Linked DNA regions of Zea mays: all the other regions are linked to region 1. Evidence: chromatin contacts called from public Hi-C data. All regions are on one chromosome and are shown on one strand. Each heading gives the region's core, a stretch centred on a gene start, on an enhancer-like site or on the middle of the called end of the contact. The rest is flanking DNA. Distances are from core to core; before and after follow the strand shown. Region 1 holds the start of LOC100272783. Region 2 holds the start of LOC103649602 (RNA binding (RRM/RBD/RNP motifs) family protein). Region 3 holds the start of LOC100280561.

Region 1 (2,700 bases), core at 140-2,639:
GTTTGGGAGCTGGCTTAGGGGTTTTGGAAAAGATCTTAGAGATTTATCCTTATTAGGGCCGCAACTGTTTGTTGGGTGATTTGGCTAAGCAGAAATGGCATAATTTTTGAAAAAAAAAATTATTCTCCTTTGCAGGTTATCCATACTATCTTCCATTAGCTTCGCACGTGGACTGTACTGTAAAAGTCAGATTCTCGTCTTTTTATGGTGGAGGCTACGTAACGTTTGATGCAAGTGGTTAAGGTCTTTTTTGCTCAGGATCATGGGTGACGGTCTAGTCTTCGGATTGATAGTCACTAGAGTGTACGTAAGTGTGTGTGATCGTTCTTCTAAAAGTTGTGTGCTTTCATTAACAGAGGCTGGGAGAGGTTGCAAAGACTTGTATTTTCTCGATGTAATGTTTTTGAAATTAATAAAGTCTTCCTTATAAAAAAACTTTAAACATATTCGCTCGTATTTCTTTACCCATTTCAACATCTCCAGTGAACGGGCTTATCGTTTCAACTTTCAAGAAAAGTGTTTTTTTTTAAATAGACATAATAGGACCAATGTAGGCCCTTTTTATGATCTAGGATTTGGAATATTTTCTAAGTTTCTTCTTGGCACAAAAGCCGCCATTTCTAAAGTTGGAGAGAGTTTCATATGATTTTCTAAAGTTTTCTCTATTTTTCTCATGCAGAAGGTAGCCCTATATTTCTTCACTCGAATAGGACTTGTTATAATTTTTCTCTGGTGCTATACTATTTAGCCATCCTAAGAAAAATATGGTTGTTGTCTGTTTCTAAAAAATGGACATAAGCACTTTTTGAGGGTTAAACTCCACTTATACTTGTGATCCAAGATGTTCAATATTTTTGTATGATGTTACTGTTAATCAAGCATCTACTCAATTTTTTAACCCTAGCATAAAAGTTTTTACTATTTCCCCTCGTTTTTAATGGTTTAGCCATTTTTCTATTTAGTGGGCTGAATAGACTGGACCAAAATTATCAATCTATTCAGGTTTGGTTTCTAAAATTATTTAGATTCGATCCTATTTTTAGAACCCGATATTTTAAATAACCAAACCTAATAAACTAAATACCCACTCCTAAAGAATCGGGGATCGGGTACACCATCTCTACGTCCGATGATGAGCCGGTCAAAAGACACCCGTTCAAGAATTTCGACTCGATGCGATTCAAATAATTCTAACTTTGAAAAAAGAAGGTTTCACACAGTCACACCAAACACTGTGAACCCACCCAGAAAGGAACACAGACACAGGGCAGCCCGAGTCACCGGTCTATGCACCCGAGTCCACAACGGTCCCCCACCTCGAACCCACCGATCATCGGCTTCGCCGTCGCTGTAGCCGTCTAAAAATACCTCCCGATCTCCGACGAGTTGTCGAACTATGGCATCTCCCGCGCACCGGGCGCCTCACCGCTTCCGGCGGCCTCTTCGCGCGCCGCTGCCGCCGCCGCCGCCGCGGCTGCCTACTCCCTCTTTATACTCCCGCCGTCCCTCCGCGCACCAGGTGAAGTCCCAGATCTCTCGCCACCTTCTTCCTCCCCACGGCAGAGTTCTCCTCGTGATTGTCGCCTTCCTGGCTTTCATGGAGGTGCTTGCGTGAATGCGGGAAGCTGAGTGATCTCCGATTTTATGCCCTGTTTCACGTGCCAGCAGCATTTTTGCGCGACTTCGCATAGTTCGATTCGATGCCGTTTTATCGGGAAATTCGCTCGGAATGGCCAGTGGTTTTGTACTTTTGTAGCAACGTAGGTACCTGCATGAACATTACTAGGCTTCTGGCGTTGTGCGTGGGGTACGATTTGGGGCCTTCAGCCCTTCACGATATGATGAGTTGATCGGCTGTATATTTTACTTTAACCCAATGTTTGTCCCTATGATTAACTTTTCGTTTTGCCAGACGGGAGTCTGCCGAAGTTCTGTGATTAGTCTCAGTCGCCACTATCTTCTGCAGGTATCCCAATTAAGAACCATCGTGCCAAGACCTTCAAGGAGGCGTCATGCCATTCAAGTTGTCACGGCATTTGATGATGTACTGTGATGCCTCTCCACTTTTAGTAACCATATTTCACTTTGTAGTAGCTTGTATTATGATTTATATTCGACAGTGATTTGGTGCAGGATCCTGGGGATTTCTCGCTGGTGCACGATGACGGGGACGAGCAGTTTGGTGTTCCTCAGTATTCAAGCGAGAGTGAATGGAGCGATGATGATGTCATATTGACGGCATTCACAGATGTTGAGTTACCGATGGCAGTCAAGAGCCGGGCCGAGGGTGCACTAACTATAGCTGCCCATAGGTTCGCCACGATTGACAAAGGGCATAAGAAGAGCAGGTAAGAGTGTTAAGACAATCACCCTTTCCAAACAATCCTAAAATCTAGTGGTTAAGGTGTGTATTTTAGTTTGCCTTCTATTTTCTATATGGGAAAAAAGCGAAAGGGCCTATAGCGTAATGGTTAAGGTTACCGAGTAGCACCTCTAGGGCCTTGGTTCGATCCCCCTCGAGGACAAATTTCTTGCTTGGTTACGTACTGCGCGCCAACCTCCGGCTGGGCCGTTGCAGAATGGGCGGTGACCAAGGTTATTAAAACGATAAAACGTTGGAACGCTCATGAGTGAAATTTTGACTTTTAAACGTTTAAACTTTATTTAAACGTAGTTTTAAACAACATAGGAAAAATACCA
Region 2 (2,704 bases), core at 191-2,690, 290 kb before region 1:
TCTATTCTTGACGTAATCATTATCACGCCAAGGGAAATATTGCGCCAAATCATCTCTGCACTACATTCCATCAATAAATCAAACGAGCAATTTCTACTGTGTACCAAAATCAGTACACACAGAACGCTTCTATTTGTTAGCTGGCACCAATAGAATTTTGTTGATCGGACTATTAATGGCAGTACAGCATCAGTTCCTGAGCTCCAGAAGCCTGAACGGAAGATGCACTAGGCTACATCATCATAGTGCACATGGCCACATGGGTACAAACCATAATCCAAATGCGCTAGTTGTGTGTTGTACTTTCCCGCTCACAGAATCTCCTACACAGCACATTAAGTTCCAGAACTTTGTAGGCTGCGTTGACTAAAAAAATGACGCATGCTTATCTACCATCGAGCCCTCAACAAAATCAGGGGTCCACATGCAAATCCTGAACTCTGAGAGGTGCATGCAGCAAAAGTACACCTAAACTGGAGGTCTGAAGCTCTAAAACCTAGTAACGATCTCTTAACCAGACCGTAATGCGAGTTAAGTAATGACAAAAAACAAGTAATCTTACACTCAAATTAAATTACTCTTCAATACCCCCGAGTGGCCGAGTCACAGACTTATCAGATAGTAAAAAGGAATAGCAGTTACCAATCCCACGAAAACCTCTCACTAAAATACCAAAACTCAAGACAACCGAGACATTCTCACTGAGAAGCATCAATTTGCAGACAAAACAAAACAATAGCTGATTAACAACAGACAAGCCTAATAAATTCGCAGATATTGCAGCCAAAGCCGACTCCCGTACTAGCCCTAAATAGTGAAATAAACACCAGAAAAGGGAGTAGCCGCCAAAGCATTCCACCGCCATCAAGTCCGCAGGAGTGATCGCGGCCACGGCCAAGCGGTGGGGTGAAAACTGAAAACCCAAACCTCGCACACAAAAAAATAATCACCAAAACCCCTGCCCGCCACAACAAAGCCCTAGAGGTTATAGCAATCAGCCACCACGCGGTGCTGGAAAACAGCGAGGCCGCCGATGAAACGCACCGAAACACCGTAAAACCGCGGCCAAATGCCCCCCGGAGCCCTACATTGCCAGGACCGGAAAGCCCTAGGCCCTAGCGCGAGGCGAAACGGGGGCGGTTTGCGATCGGAGCGGGTGGAGGGAACTCACGTCCAAGGAAGAGGAGGCGATCGCCGCCGCGGGCAGCCTCAGGATTAGGGTTTCGAGCTCCTGCGTCGTCTACCTCCAGAAACTCCGCCGCTCGGCTCCGGCCCCCCTATCCCCCTCCGCCGCTCCGGCCCCTCTTCACCCAATAAAAACTGAGAGGAGAGAGCCTTGGCGTCCTGGACTTTTTGTTTTTCCCCCCGAGTCGAAGCGAAGTCTTTAATAATTGGCACCACGACTCACCACCCCGGCCGGACCCGCGCTCACGGAGCGAGATACGCGGCCCCCCGCGCTGGCACGCCGACACGTGGGTCTAGGATATGCGTGGGGGCAAGCTCGCGGTGGCTCGGGCTAGTCGGTGCCCGGGCAGGTGCGGTTCGTCAGGTCCTTTCTTGATGCTCTCAGATGATCTGACGCGGCCGCGTACTTTTGGGCGATGCGCATTGCTTCATGCCCTCCTCGCGCGGGCGTGGGGCCCGTCGGCTGGAGGGACCACATGTCGGTCGCGGGGAGGCCGACTGCTCGTACGTACACGCGTGGCCCACAGGGGATGGCCCGTCCTTTCCGGGGCGCATCGCATCCACGTTCGGAAGTGAGAGACCCGCACGCAAGCGGCGTGGATGGGGGTTACTAACCACTGGAAACCGGGGCCGGTTGTGTCAGTGGGAGGGAGGGCTCGGGTGCGTAGACGCAACCGCCAACTGGGGCCAGTGGGCTGGCTTCCATTGAACTATACTGGGGATAGGATAACGCGGTGGGGTGGGGAAAGTGACGGCTCGCGGTCGCAGCCGCGGCGGCACTCTTTGGTGTGGGCCCGGATCGGGGTGTTGGACTCGTAGTCGTAGACTGGAGGGTTTAATACGGGGGCGGGCCCGTGCACAGCGGGATTGATGGGGGAGATTTGCACTCTGATCAGCAGCATACTTTCAGGATGCAGCAGCCTTGCAGAAGGCGTCCTCGTGGTCTCGATCGCACAGCTTGCGTTTGGAACCGGAATAGCAGAGAAGGGCTCTGGCAGCCTGTTCCCATTTATGCTGTGCTTGGCTTTGGCTGCTTCTCTACGATGGCATATCAGTGCAGTAAGGCCCGTTTAGACACAAATTAATTAAATTAATATATTTATATATGTAATGTATTTGTGTATTATTCTAAATTATATGAAAAAAATATACACTATACTTATGCTATCTCTACTACTTATTAAGGCTCTAAGAGTAGTCTGCCATTCCCATGTTCTGCCATTTCCGTGTTCTGCCATTTTCGTCATGAAACCCATTCCCATCTGCACACTCAACACACGCCCTGCACATGTGGGCCCACGTGACAGCCTCTGTCTCTTTTTTCCCGTCGCGGCTAGGCTAAACCCATTCCCATCGTGCAAACCCATCCCACGTGACAGTTATTCCATTCCCATGTTCTGCACACCGCATGCCCTACCATATGGGCACACGTGACAGTTATTTTTTCGTTGCAGCTCCGTGTCCTCTCGCGCAAAAAATGTTAGAAGTAGAGACCGTCAAGTGCACTTAAGCAGAATTA
Region 3 (2,763 bases), core at 142-2,641, 310 kb after region 1:
ATGGAATGGAATAGCATGTAAAACGGACGGACGTCGGAGGCGAGGCGGCGTCCGCCTGCAGCCTGCCTGAGTGCCCGTCGTGTCCTGCGCACATGCACCAGCGCACGGCATGGCATGGCATGGCATCCAAAGGAGTGCCGAGCAAGCTGGCGGCGGGCGGCGGCGGAACAGAACGCCGCACCCGAACCGTGCATCGGAACGGGACAAACGGGATGAGCGGAGGAGCTAGCTGGGGCGCGGCGGCAGGAGTGCAGGACAGGACACGCACGCACGCGATGCCCCGGGCGATGTGTGTAATGTAGCACAGCTGACAGATCGCTTGCGTGTGCACGTTTCCGTTCAGAACAACGCCCAGACAGCTCAGCTCCGAACAGCAGCATGGAGCAGCACGGTGTCGACGTCACGCGCTCTCGCAAAGATCTCTGTACTGCTCTGCTGTAGTAGCAGCGCAAGCACCGCATGGCGAACCAATACATCTCCATTCTCCAAGGTTGATTAAACTAATATAATAATAATAATGAATTAATGATGGCGATGATGACATGATCCTAGTAGTACGTTACCACCCTACTAGCTAAGGTAGTAGCAGTCTGTCTCTGTTGTAGCTCGCGCGCGCGCGTTGCTGTTCTCCAATCATGCATGCATGGCGGTCAGCATTCCGAGCCAGTACGCCGGCCGCACACTACTACACGGGTGGCGGCAGCGCCTCCGCGGCGGCGGCGGCGGGGTCGGGCTGCTTGGTGGCGGCGGCGGCGGCGGCGGCCGCGGCGGGGCCGACGAGGACGGCGGCGCGGCACATGGGGCAGGTGGAGTGCGCTCGGAGCCAGGCGTCGACGCAGTCGGCGTGGAACGAGTGCGCGCACTTGGGCAGCCGCCGCAGCTTCTCGCCGGCCTCCACCTGCGCGAGGCACACGGGGCAGTCGAGCGCCGCCCCGCCGGCGTGCGCGAACGTGGGCAGCGCGGCGATCGCGGCCGCGCTCATGCCGCGGTCCCCCTCCTCTTCCGCCGCGCCGATCCCGGGCGCGGACGGATGGCTGCCGCGGCCGCGGCCGCGGAGGAGCAGGCGGCGCCGGCTGCTGCAGATGTACCAGATGGCGAGGTAGAGGAGGAACGTGAGGATGCCGATGGCGAAGGAGAGCCCCATGAAGAGCAGCCGCGCGCGGGTGCTGTAGCGCGAGTTGTCCGAGGCGAAGAGCCACGAGTTGGGCGTGCTCATGCTCATTTGCAGGAAGAGCGGCGGGGGTGGTGGTGGTGTTTGCTTTGCTTGGCGGCGGGTGCTAGCTACCCGCGGTGGCCTGGCTGGCCCTCTGCCCTTTTTCTTTCTTTCTCTAGTGAGTGAGCTCTGATGAGGAGGGAGCTTTACTCTTTGCGCTTGCTGTGCTGTTGGGGCAACGGGGCGCCGTGCGGCAATATATATAGGCGGTGGGCCGTGGGCCGTGGTCCGCTCCTCTGTTTCTTGAACCTGGCTGGCGACGGGCAGAGGTGCAGTGGGCGCGCACGGCGTCGCACGTCATCAGCTGCGGAGCTGGGCGGCAGCATCGGGCGCGAGATCGACGGTGATTGGGGAGGGGACGCCCTGTGCTGTGTCGGTTATGTTTTTTGGACCGCGCACGACGAAACCACGGGACCCCGAGCCGGACGCGGGGGTGCGGTGATTGATTACACATGCCACCGGTCATTTCCTTTTTTTGGTTTTCGTCTCTTCACACTTCACACAGACCGAACCCTTTTTTCCCCCTTGTTCGCACTACAATGACTACCTTGGCAATCATCGAGGCCCATCACGATAAGATTGTGATGATGATCACAATTCACAGCGCTAGTTTTTAATCTACGAGTGATCGGTGGCCGTGATGATTATAGGCGCAATATGGTTATGTGAGTGCCTGCGTGGTGTGGGGAAATCCATCTCAGCACTAGCTAGCTAGGTCACCCGTTTCTTTTCTACCAGCCGGCCCACAGAATTGGTAAAGCGCAAAGGCGGGGTGGGGGGAGATTCTGCTGCCACTTCACCTGAAAAAAAGAACAAGAACCTACAACACAAGTGTCAAGTCGGCACTGCGAAGGGTGCATGCATGCATGCATGGACGGGTCGGGCAGAGGCCTGGCCACCACCACCACCACTGGCATGCATACGATACGACGCGTACCTTTCCGTGCCTCTCTGTGAAGCGACTCTGACGGCGAGAAGCGATCGAACAAGCAAGCAGGCAAGCAGCAGGTCCATGGCTACATCCGCCTGCGTTCTTTCTGTTGGAACAAGGGGCGATGTAGGAGATCTGCCCTTCCCATGCTTTTTCCTCCAGGTTCGGAATCGAAAGGCCCTCGCTTTCTTTTAGTTTGCCCTACTAGTAGTTTTAGACTAGAAAAAACAATGGGTGTCCATCCAGAATCCAAGGCCCCCAGTTTCGGAAGCAGCTGCCAGGCACTAGCCCAGTAGTAGTGGGTGAGTCAGTGAGCTGAGGTTTGTTGACGTCTGATTTCCTCTCCACTTTTGTTTGTCGGATGGATCACGAAAAATCTCCACTGCGCAACACAACATTTGGTGCCCATTTTTGACGGCGGCGAGGGTTTAGCCGTTTAGTTACTGGCTGCACAGGCGGCCTACAAACACTGCATCAAAAAAAAAAATCTACAACTACGTAGTACAGTACAATGGATGCTACAAGCCCTTGGGCGTTGGGGACTCCACAGCTGAGAGCAGCCGTTGTTAGTTCTATCAATCATCAGGCGCAGCCACGCGTCGACGCCTGCGCGCAGCAG

Evidence for each region. A called contact is a pair of places that touch in the nucleus more often than the background predicts.
Region 2: a contact with region 1 is called in a Hi-C map of bundle sheath, with 2.2 times the contacts expected there. The contact joins the promoter of LOC103649602 here to the promoter of LOC100272783 in region 1. A contact is called at or near these places in 5 of 25 Hi-C or Micro-C datasets (bundle sheath, ear, endosperm and 2 more).
Region 3: a contact with region 1 is called in a Hi-C map of root tip, with 2.5 times the contacts expected there. The contact joins the promoter of LOC100280561 here to the promoter of LOC100272783 in region 1. A contact is called at or near these places in 3 of 25 Hi-C or Micro-C datasets (endosperm, root tip and tassel).

The regions. Positions count from the first base shown.
Region 1 is chr3:3,914,846-3,917,545 of Zm-B73-REFERENCE-NAM-5.0, reverse strand. LOC100272783 reads left to right here and starts at 1,389. Exons shown (of 8, transcript NM_001147236.1): 1 at 1,389-1,519; 2 at 1,967-2,044; 3 at 2,134-2,348.
Region 2 is chr3:4,208,273-4,210,976 of Zm-B73-REFERENCE-NAM-5.0, reverse strand. LOC103649602 (RNA binding (RRM/RBD/RNP motifs) family protein) reads right to left here and starts at 1,440. Exons shown (of 11, transcript XM_008675339.4): 1 at 1,172-1,440.
Region 3 is chr3:3,602,784-3,605,546 of Zm-B73-REFERENCE-NAM-5.0, reverse strand. It overlaps LOC100280561, which reads right to left and starts at 1,391. Exons shown (of 1, transcript XM_034059755.2): 1 at 492-1,391. The coding sequence starts at 1,222. The coding sequence ends at 686. It also overlaps the pseudogene LOC103649587.